Linked DNA regions of Gossypium raimondii: region 2 is linked to region 1. A link is a contact called in public Hi-C data. All regions are on one chromosome and are shown on one strand. The core of a region is the stretch at or near the end of the contact, and the rest is flanking DNA. Distances in the headings are between cores, read along the strand shown.

Evidence for each region. A called contact is a pair of places that touch in the nucleus more often than the background predicts.
Region 2: a Hi-C map of leaf shows a contact between it and region 1, with 2.3 times the contacts expected there. The contact joins the promoter of LOC105773779 here to the promoter of LOC105774217 in region 1. A contact is called at or near these places in 2 of 2 Hi-C or Micro-C datasets (both in leaf).

The regions. Positions count from the first base shown.
Region 1 is chr6:17,727,482-17,732,663 of ASM2569854v1, reverse strand. LOC105774217 reads left to right here and starts at 1,981. Exons shown (of 7, transcript XM_012596621.2): 1 at 1,981-2,287; 2 at 2,467-2,569; 3 at 2,689-2,809; 4 at 3,179-3,300; 5 at 3,411-3,532; 6 at 3,811-3,970; 7 at 4,394-4,965. The coding sequence starts at 2,137. The coding sequence ends at 4,421.
Region 2 is chr6:18,065,993-18,071,174 of ASM2569854v1, reverse strand. LOC105773779 (zinc transporter 4, chloroplastic) reads right to left here and starts at 2,881. Exons shown (of 4, transcript XM_012595893.2): 1 at 2,539-2,881; 2 at 2,379-2,436; 3 at 1,415-2,142; 4 at 1-610. The coding sequence starts at 2,553. The coding sequence ends at 155.

The DNA of each region.
Region 1 (5,182 bases), core at 732-3,231:
ATTTAGTTTGGTTACCTTGTGAATTGAATAGTCGAATGTTTCTTCAAAACCATGAAATTTTGTTTCTTTCTTTTTCTCTTTTTGTGGACGGTGGAATGTTTTTCATCTTTCTTTCCACTTAGTTAAGCATAAATAGTATAATTAGTAGTTTAATTAGTTTAACTAACTATGATTAATTAATTATTAAAGCATATATATATATTTAATTTAATTATCAATCATGCTAAGTGTAAATCATTATCATATTCCACAATTAATATGAACAACAATGGTTTAACAACCATTTTGACCGTTTAGATTATTTTTAATTAGGTAATCAATCATTTTTAAATTAAAACTCGATAGTGATTGGACTTTTATAATTCAATCATTGAGCTTTAATTAACTAATCTTCAATTTTTTGTCATAACAACTTCGTTAATCTTTATATTTCATCCTCATAGACTCGATTTATAGAAATGAAGTTCTGAAACCACATTTTCTGACACCACTTAAAATCAGGATGTTACAAACACTTCACATCCATTCATGTGAATAAGTTGTCTATTCATGGCCAAATGAGGTAGCCTTTCTGATAATATTTTGTAGAGATAAATGCATCCTTAGTAGCATAATGATCCTAAATAAATAAACTCCAAAACTTATGCCAAGATAAAGCCTGATAAAACAAGTAAAATCAACACATAAATCACCAAAGCTAAAAGATAAGATAAGCTTTATCCAATAAGGCAAGTTGATCAACTCTTCTTTAAGCCATCAATTTCGATCCACAAGGTTGAGACAAAACAAATACATCCTGGGATACATTTGCTTATGGTAAAATCTTATTAGAAGGCCTAAGTCAAAAACATCAACACCTCATATCACTTAGGATGTCCCAAAGTCTTGTCTGAATTGGTGTTTGAACAATAGTCGAAACATCAGTCTTGGACAGCCTTGGTCCTAACAATGTTTTTAAGAAAAAAAATATCAACACTAACAATTTAAGTAGAATAATTAATAACTATTTAGACTAATTAATGAAATTTATGTCAAATAAAGTATAAGGGTTAACAATAAAATTTATCATAATAGAGGAATTGAAACCATAATTATATATAGACATCTACAATTGAAAATATACAAATAATTATTTGGTATACTAACGGAGATAAAAAATTTTAACTCCACAAGTAGGGTTGAGGTATTATCATGTGTTTTAAGGTTTTTTTTTGAAAGAATGTGTCCTTAAATTGTATTTAAAAAGTAATAAATAAGTAAATATGACATGTAGCAAAATCTGCACGCTTGAGTTGAGAAGTTAAAATTTTTATTTTATCGCTTATGTAGTAAACAGTCACTCAAAATATAATATAAGAATGAAAATGAATATTGATTTAAGCCTGCAGGCTTTTAACTTGGATAATGTTTTGAATGTTAATTAGATTTATCACCAGATTGTATTGTTGATTGTTTGTATCAAGGTTATAAGTTTATGAATAATATAACAGTGTTCTGAATAAAATACTAATGCAGTGGTAAGATTTCATATGGATTTTAAGTCTGTAAACATCAAATTTAGGGTTTGAATCGCATAAAAATTTCCCCAAATTTGTAGTGCTTGTTTCCACCTGTGCTACTTGAGTTGATATAAAGGAAGTTTTCAATGAATTTCAAAAAGAAAAGGAGAATTTGTGCAAGTATTGAGTCAATGAGATATAAAAAGAAGTTATTTTTGTATAAAAGGGTAAGGAAGAGAGATTAATATGTGAATAAATGAAAGGCAAGAGGCTTAAAGCCATGCCTTCATGTGCCAACTTAGAGAAATTTACCATAATTCAAGATTGGGCCTTCACAAGAGGAAAGGAATTTTATTTTTCTCTTTTTGGATCCTATTTACAGGTCTATGTACAGCCTCTGAAAGAAAAAGGGCCTATATAGCCCATGTTGGGAGAAGATAAAGGGAGGGGACACACATATGAAACATCGTCAAATTCGAATGAAAACAAATGCAAAATCGAACATAAAGCCAAAGAAAAATATTCCCCAGAAGTATAGAGCAGATCACAAGAAATAAAAACCCAAACATACGACAGTGGAAACAGAGAAGGAAAAGTTGACAGTTTTTCTTTCAAAGAAAAAAAAAGAGAGGAAACAATGGTTTGGATGGTGAATCAACAGGTAGGAAGAGGAAGAAGTCGAATATGGGGAGTTGCATTGCTTTGTTGGCTTTTCATCATGTTGGTTACTCCAAAGATCCCACTTTCTTACAGGAACCATCTCTATGCTGACATGCGCAACTTCGTAGGTAACTCTTTCTTTTACATTGTGTTTTCTAAGAAACAAGTGAAGTGAAGTGAAGTGAAGGTATGGGATGGGATGGGATGGGATGGGATGGGATGTGGAAAAAAGAAGAAGAGAAAATTGTACATTAAAAGGGAAAATTTGCAAAATTTTATGTTTTCTCATTCTTTGTTTTGCTTTTAGGAGTTCCTAACACGTTGAATGTGATCACCAATTTCCCATTTCTGATTGTGGGTGTTCTTGGGTTTGTTCTTTGCCTTGGAGGAGGAAGCTTTTTCAATATAAGGTGTTTTTTGCCCCCTATTTTTAAAAAAACTTAGATGTCTTTAAGTTGTAATTTGTAAAGGATAAATTTGTGACCATTTGCTGATTAACTGATGTTTATGGACGGTGGATTGGTGGCAGATTGCCAGGGGAGCTGTGGGGTTGGCTGCTTTTCTATGGAGGAACTGCAAGTGTGGCTTTTGGTTCTGCTTATTATCATCTCAGGCCTGATGACAATCGAGTACTGCTGGACACCTTGCCGGTTAGCCTTGCAACTTTACTTCTTTATATTTTTTTTATTTGTTCCTCTAGCTTTCGGTTCTTGATGGTTGTTTCCATCATTCAAATGTTGTTCTTAACACAGCTATTTGCCGTGGTTGAAACCATGAACTTCAATATTTTATTTTTGTCTACCCTTCGAATTTGCGCTTCATTGCTGAATACCAAATAGTTGAAATCTCACTTGCTTTGTTTCTAATTTGGTGTTTTTATTGTGTTTTTACATAGAAAGAATCAGAAATTGCAGATGAGTTTCCATTCTATTTCATCCACAATCATAGCCCCTTTGGAATTTTACTACCTTATTTCTGTCAAATGCTCCATAACATCAAATTAATTCACATATGTGCAGATGATGATTGCTTATTCCTCACTTTTCTCTACTTTTATACTCGAGAGACTCGGAGAAAGAATTGGATTAAGTTGCCTTTTTTCACTAGTAGTTCTTGCTGTTCTAAGCACAAGTTATGCAAGGTTTGATTCTTTCTTGAGATGATCTTTTCATCTGTTCACTGAATTGGTCAAAGCTTGTCATTCAGATTTCTATTTGTTTTGGCTGAATAAGACTTGATTATTGTTTGCAGAACATTTAATGATCTTCGGTTGTGCATGATATTCCAGTTAATTCCGTGCATTGCTATTCCAATCATGACATTTTTGTTCCCACCTAAATATACCCACTCTAGATACTGGCTTTGGACGGTAGGTATGTCATTTGTCTTCCTCTTCCCGCCTCACATGGAAATCCCACTTCAAGCAAATAATCATGTGGAAAAAGGGTTGGAAATTTGTGGATTTACTACAATTAGCATGCTAGGAGCTGTATGGAATATGCTTCCTTTGGATTGTCATCTTTAATCTTTATGTCATTTGATACTCTCTCGTTCTCTCTGTTTTCGAAAAGCATTGGCAGTATATTGTATTTTCTTTCCTTGCTCTCAAGAATGTTGGTTTGCTTAAAAATACGATAACAATCTGGTACAGGAGTTTTCATCCTGGCCAAAATGGAAGCTCTAGCTGACATGAAGATATACCGTGCAAATAATTATATTATCAGTGGACACTCCTTGGAGCACCTGTGTTCTGCAATCGCCCCTGTTCTGGTTACAGTTATGCTCATGCATAGGAGCTGCAGATTCCCGAGGTATTCGAATTTTAAGGTTCAGAATGGAAATTCTTAGATGCTTTTTAGCATTTCATATGAATGAAGTTTTCCGATAATCCAAATGTAATGACTGAAATGCTTCTTTCATTAAGGCATTTGGAAGTGTTATTACAATGTTGGAGTGTTTGCAAGGGCTCAATATTTTTCATTTTGGTTCTATATATTTCTTTGCATTGGGAATCCCATCTTTTTTTTTTTTTTTTTGAATTACTCAAGTCGATTGTTTAATCTTCACACTGCTATGCAGTTAAGACATCTTTATTTTTTTTTAACTGCAATGCGTGGATCGAGTTCAAGATGTCCTTGTAAATTATTTGATCTTTATACGAATTACATTTTGTTGCTGATAACTTGCAGAAAAAGTTATTGTTTTCTCTTACTTGGTAGTGGAAGTCATGACAGATTAGGTGAAATCAAAGAATGTCCCTGATGAAGAATCCAAAGAGGATGAAGGCATTCCTAGGGCAGCATTCACTGTGATTGAGAAATTTTTATACGAAGAACCATGGGAGCTGACAACAAATGATATGCTTACCATTTAGTTCTGATGAAGAACTTGATGAAAGTTCTTCTCCCATGCTTTCCGCATTACTCTGGATCCGCAAAGAACAAAGGCAAGTAGAATCCATTAACCATCCACCTTTCCAGATTTGCACTTTAGACTGAGTTGGTTTCTGGGCGTGAAATCATGATTCGTGACCATACTATAATATACATTTTGCTAGCATGGTGTCTCCCTTTTTGGCCCATTTTTCATAGTTTTACCATACAAGTCTTATAATGTGACATGAATTACACTGATTTGGTGACTGTGACAATGGTAATGGCCTGTCGAGAACTTAATGGACATGCTAGTGAGAGCTTCATGTAGCAGATGTCTAATTGAGATATGAACCATGAATTGTTACTCTCTCTTTTTTTTTTCTTGGAAATTCATGCTCAAAATATTGGTACAAGATTTCCCGGTTTCATCCTCCTCTTTTTCCAGGTATGTTGGAAGTTGATTTTGAATGGAGCTTAGTGAACTTCAAATCAAGATGCTTCTAAATGCACATTTGCTTTATTATAATCACCAAAGTGTGTCCATATACAGGCTTGCATACTCTATTTCTCTTTTGTCAATTTAAGACTGGTAAAAGGGAAGCCCTTGGGTGGTAGCTTAGGTAAGGGGAAATAACTTGGAAGATCAAG
Region 2 (5,182 bases), core at 1,632-4,131, 340 kb before region 1:
GGATAAGCTTACAACATATTTCTTTTTTCAGCAGCCTTCCTCCTTTCCATTGTGGAAGGAAAGAACAAAGAAAAGGGTTCTATGGTTTGTGATTGAATTCCCAAAAATAAATGCCAAAATAAAAGAACTAACAAAACCAACAGTAGTGAAGTTTTTAGGCCCAGATGGCAAGGGAAGCCATTAAACCAGCTCCTAGGAAGAGCATGAAGTAAGATACTACTTGAAGTCTAAAATTGCAGCTCATCCTCTTACTTAAAAAATCTGCAGCAATGAGATCTACTAATGCCATGTAAACTAGAATTCCAGCGGATAAAGAATCTAGGACTCCTTCAATAATCAGAGCTGCTGGGCTGTAATGATTGTAGAACGATGCGATGGCGATCCCTATGCCAATTCCAGCTGGGGTTGTTATGGCGAAAAAACAGGCCATGATTGTGGCTGATAGGGTTTTGAATTGAGCTTGGGAGATGCACCCTCCGAGTGCAAACCCTTCAAAGAATTGATGAAATGATAGTGCTGCAATTAGAGGCCTTATTGTGCATGGACTCAGGGAAACACCCAATGATAGGCCAATGATGACCGAGTGTGATACAATTCCAAGCTCCAAAATCTGCCAAAAAAAGAAAAGAAAAGAAAGGAGACGTTACAACCACGGAAAAATATGCAAATGCCAAGAGCTCAAAACCTTTTTGACCCAGATTTTTATCAGCTATTAATCAGGAGAAGATAAAAGTTTAGGAGCAATCAAAACATAGTGTCGTCTCACTAGAATTCTACCATTAGATTCGTTAGCCTAAAAGTCCACAGAAGAAGACTCCTGATTTAACATCAAACCTGTTAATAGTTGTCCATTTATTAGATTGGTAAACTATTAAAATAGTAACATTTTAATTATTGAACCATTAATTACTAACGGTGTAATAATAAGCTAATATGGCACGTTAAATTATTATTTCGAATAAAAATTTTAAGTTAAATTATACAATTGATCTCCATATTTTTTTGTTTTGAACAATTTTTTATGTTCTTTTAACACTTTTATTTATTTTTATTTTCTTCTGTTTCTTTCTATTTTCTCCATTCTCTATCTTTTAAAGGTAAAAGAAAAACAATTAAAATACTTAAAATGAATAAAATTATAAAAATTAATTGTATAATTTAATTTAAAATTTTCTTTGAAATGATGATTTAATATACCAAATTAGCTTACCGTTGCACCGTTAACGAAAATTAACGTTCAGTGATTAAAATATTATAACACGATAATAACACAATAACGTAAATAATTAAAATATAACATTTCAAATATAAGTGATTAAAATATAATAAAAAAATAATTAAATTTGTAAGCATATTTAACAAGGGCCCATGACGTAAACAATTAAATTTCAACGAAGTTCAAGAAATAATTTACCTGGGAAACAACGACATGCCTCACGTCACTATCATCATCCTCACCTCCATGCTCATGCCCATGTCCATCATCATGACCATGATCATGTGCACGACTCCTCAATAAGCCATCACAGCCATCTTGTCCATGTGGATGACTGTGCCTATGATGTGCTGCATGCGCATGCATCCCAACGATGTGCATTCCCCCACCTTCCTCTTCCCCAAAAACCTTCCCATTCCCATCCTTGGTTTCCACAACTAGTACAATCCCAGAGTCTGAATCCGGGTCTAACGAACCCACTCGAACCTGTTCTTCAGTACTTGCTTTAGCCAAACCTTGATTCCTCTCATAATACTGAGTCCCCACGAAATCAACAAGCAAAGTAACCAAAGAGGCAACCATGGCGAAGAAGCCCGGGAATGGGAATTTGGACCAAGGGTATTCCGGCAAGCAAGGATTTGTGAGAGCTTCGGTACCACCGGCGAGCATGTGGACGAAGCCCGTGGCCAGAATCACGCCGGCAGCAAAGGCCTTAGCGGCGACAAAGAGGCTCCCATCTGTACGGAGGAACTTACGGTGCTTCCCGATGAGTGGAATAGCGACCCCGGCCACACCGGCGAGGAGGATTGAGGCTATAGCTATCAGCTTTAACTTCAACGCCGCTGATTCGTCACGGCAAATCTCTAGCTCCGAGGATTGGCAGCTCGTGTTGCTCATTGAATCGGTTATTGTTTGCAAAAAGGACTCTGTTTATTCAATTGATGAAACAAATTAAAAAAAGAAGATTAAAACTGATAAAACATTAAGCACAATTGAAGAATTTTGAGAAAAGTAGACAAGTTTGCAGCTCAATTGGGTTGAATTATGAAATCCCAGAACCAAAAATAAATGTTTTTCGAAAATTTAATTCATTTCCAAAATTTTCCCACCACTCAGTAACCTCCGTAAACATAAAAACTAACAAAACGGTGTTGGAAATTACCTGGGAAAAGCCTACTCTTCGACCTCAAACGATCAAGGCGGAGCAGCGGCAATATATCCTAAAAAAGAAAAACCCAAATAAACACAATGAATTAAGAAAAAAAACAAGGAAAACCCAGAAACAATAAAGAGAAAGGGGTTTCAAATCCCGAAGAACAAACCTCAAAGATGAACATGAGAATCGAGAATCTAAAGCAAAACAAATGGTGGGTGCAATATATAGAGAGGGAGAGAGATAAAAAGAGGAAGGAAAAAAAAGGGTATCCTATACTTCTGTTGCTTTTTAGAATGACAAATCAAAGTGAAGAAGAGGATTGAAGAATCTATGAACAATACACGTACATAGGGTATAGAGATGTGTGAAAACACAGCATTTAAGATGATGGTGTTAAATGGGTAGCAGTAATATATGGGGGCAGCAAGCAGAGCATAGGAGACGATGGAAAGACATTCAGAAATGAAAGGGAATAATAAGGAGAGAGTGTCGACATTGTTTGAGGAAAAGGTAAGGCAAGAGGAAGAGGTGGCGTCCATAGTTGCGAACTTCCGTTAAAATATGAAGTTAACTATGTCGACATTGTTTCATTTTATCCATTTGTTTCCACTCACATCCATGTTACCATCAGTTCTTACATTTTCCTTTTGGCGTGTGGAGTGAAGTTAAAGGTGCATTCCATAAAATATTAAAACAATATTGACTGCAAAGAAGAATTATAAAATTAAGTTATTTTAAGAAATATAAAAATTCAAATGCAAAAGATTCCTAAATTTCCTTGAGATTAGAAAATATTCTCAGTTAACAAATCTGAATTCCGATCTCAACTTTTATGTTCTATTATGCCTTATAGAACAATATTTTCACTATAAATTCTGATTTTTGGATCATAAATACTTTTAGAGCCTTAAGTAAAAAAAAAAGCTTTTAAATTCAAATGCAAAGGTTTTCCTTTATGTAATATAAATTTAATTTAAATATATAACCTTATATATTTAATCTTTAAAATATAGTTTAAAATAATTAATATTAATTTTTAAAAATATTTAAAATGTATATTTCATATATCAAAATATTAATGATGAGTTACAATAAATTGCTTTTTATATTATTATTAAAATATTAAAATATTAATAAATTTAAAGGTTATTTAAATGTATATTTTTACTTCACAATATGTCTAAAATGAACATTTTTTTCTTATTGGTACAAAATTGACAATCTCCCATGGTATTTTAGGCATTTTTATGATCATCTTTTTTCAACCTCTTAAAAGCCTATTTTATATGGTAAACTATTAAAATAGTTATTTTATTTATCTTAAATTATATTTTAGTCACTTATGTTTGAAATGTTACGTTTTAGTCACTTACGTTATCGTGTTGTAACATTTTAGTCACTGAGCCGTTAATTTTCGTTAACGGTGTAATGGTGCTGATGTGACACGTTAAATCATTATAATAACCCAATTTGCCCGGCCCATAAAAAATAAATAAAATAATAATAATAATAAATATATAAGCCAAACAAAAATTATAACAGTCCATAACAGTCCCATTACATTAGCCCAAATTTGCAGCCCATTAAAGATTAAATTAAACCCAAATGTCCCAATCACTAAACCCGGCTACAAAAATACCCACTATCCAAACACTAGCCTAGCCCAACATCTCAATTGGCCCAGTGCACCTAGCCCAAACCCGTTTACAACAGAAACCCTAGCATCATCGCCTCCAAATTTGCAACAAAGTGACATCCCAGTAGCACTCACAGTACCGCAAAAGACGAACAAGCAATGACGGAACAACGGCGCAAAAGGGGCAGAAAAAAAGCAAAGATAACGAAAAGGGGGGATTTGTTTTGATTTTATCTTGTATTTTTCATTTTTCTGTAAGTGGATATTATAAAAAGACCAAGAATGGTTGTAAAAACACTTATGAAATCAGAATACAAAAACACCAAAAGGTGATTTCCGGATTTTTTTCTCGCAGTTTTTCTTCTGTTCCTTTTTGCTTTACATCTATCGTTTGTTTAAAAAAAAAGAAAACAGTAGAAGAGAAGGACGTACCTCGCGACTGGACCGATTGCCCTTTCTCCGTTTTCATCGGAGTTAAGGGCATGGTTCGGAGAGCCTCTAAAAGAGGCGATGAACCCTCGAGGTTGTGGCACCAAAAAGAAAGAAAATTCTTACCTTTGCAAGTGCGCCGATGAAACCCTCGTCTACTCCGCCCAAGTCGGAGTTTGGATGGGGAGGTTTCATGCTTGAAACGGCACAAATGGGGAGGCCCTTTGATTTCTGATGCGGCGCAGGAATGATGATTTAGGGTTTTCTTAGGTTTAGTTTTTTTATTTAATGTTGATTATTAAAACGGTGTCGTTTAGACATTGTTTCAATGGTTTAAAACGGCACTGTATTGAGCTTACCCGATGACCCGACCCAGATTGCGGCTAGATCCGCGTGTTTTGGCATGGGGATGGGTATTTGCACGACTGGTCCTTCCCTTTCTCTGGTGCTTTGAAATCAGAAGCCTTTTTCTTTTCTGATTTTGCCCCCCATATTTTGCTTTGGTTGCATTTCGGTCCTGCTCGCAACGCTGCGCTTTGGGGAAGCGGGATATTTCCCAATCGGCCCCCCATGTAATGCGCGTGTTGCAGCGTGGTCCTCCGCTTTTCTTTAATTTCAGTTGTGCCCTGTTAATTCGATTTTGTTTATGATTTAATCCTTTTATTATTCAGTTTTTTTTATTTAGAAATCTACTATTATTTTACTACTATTATTTTTCATGTTTGTTTTCTATAAATATAATCGA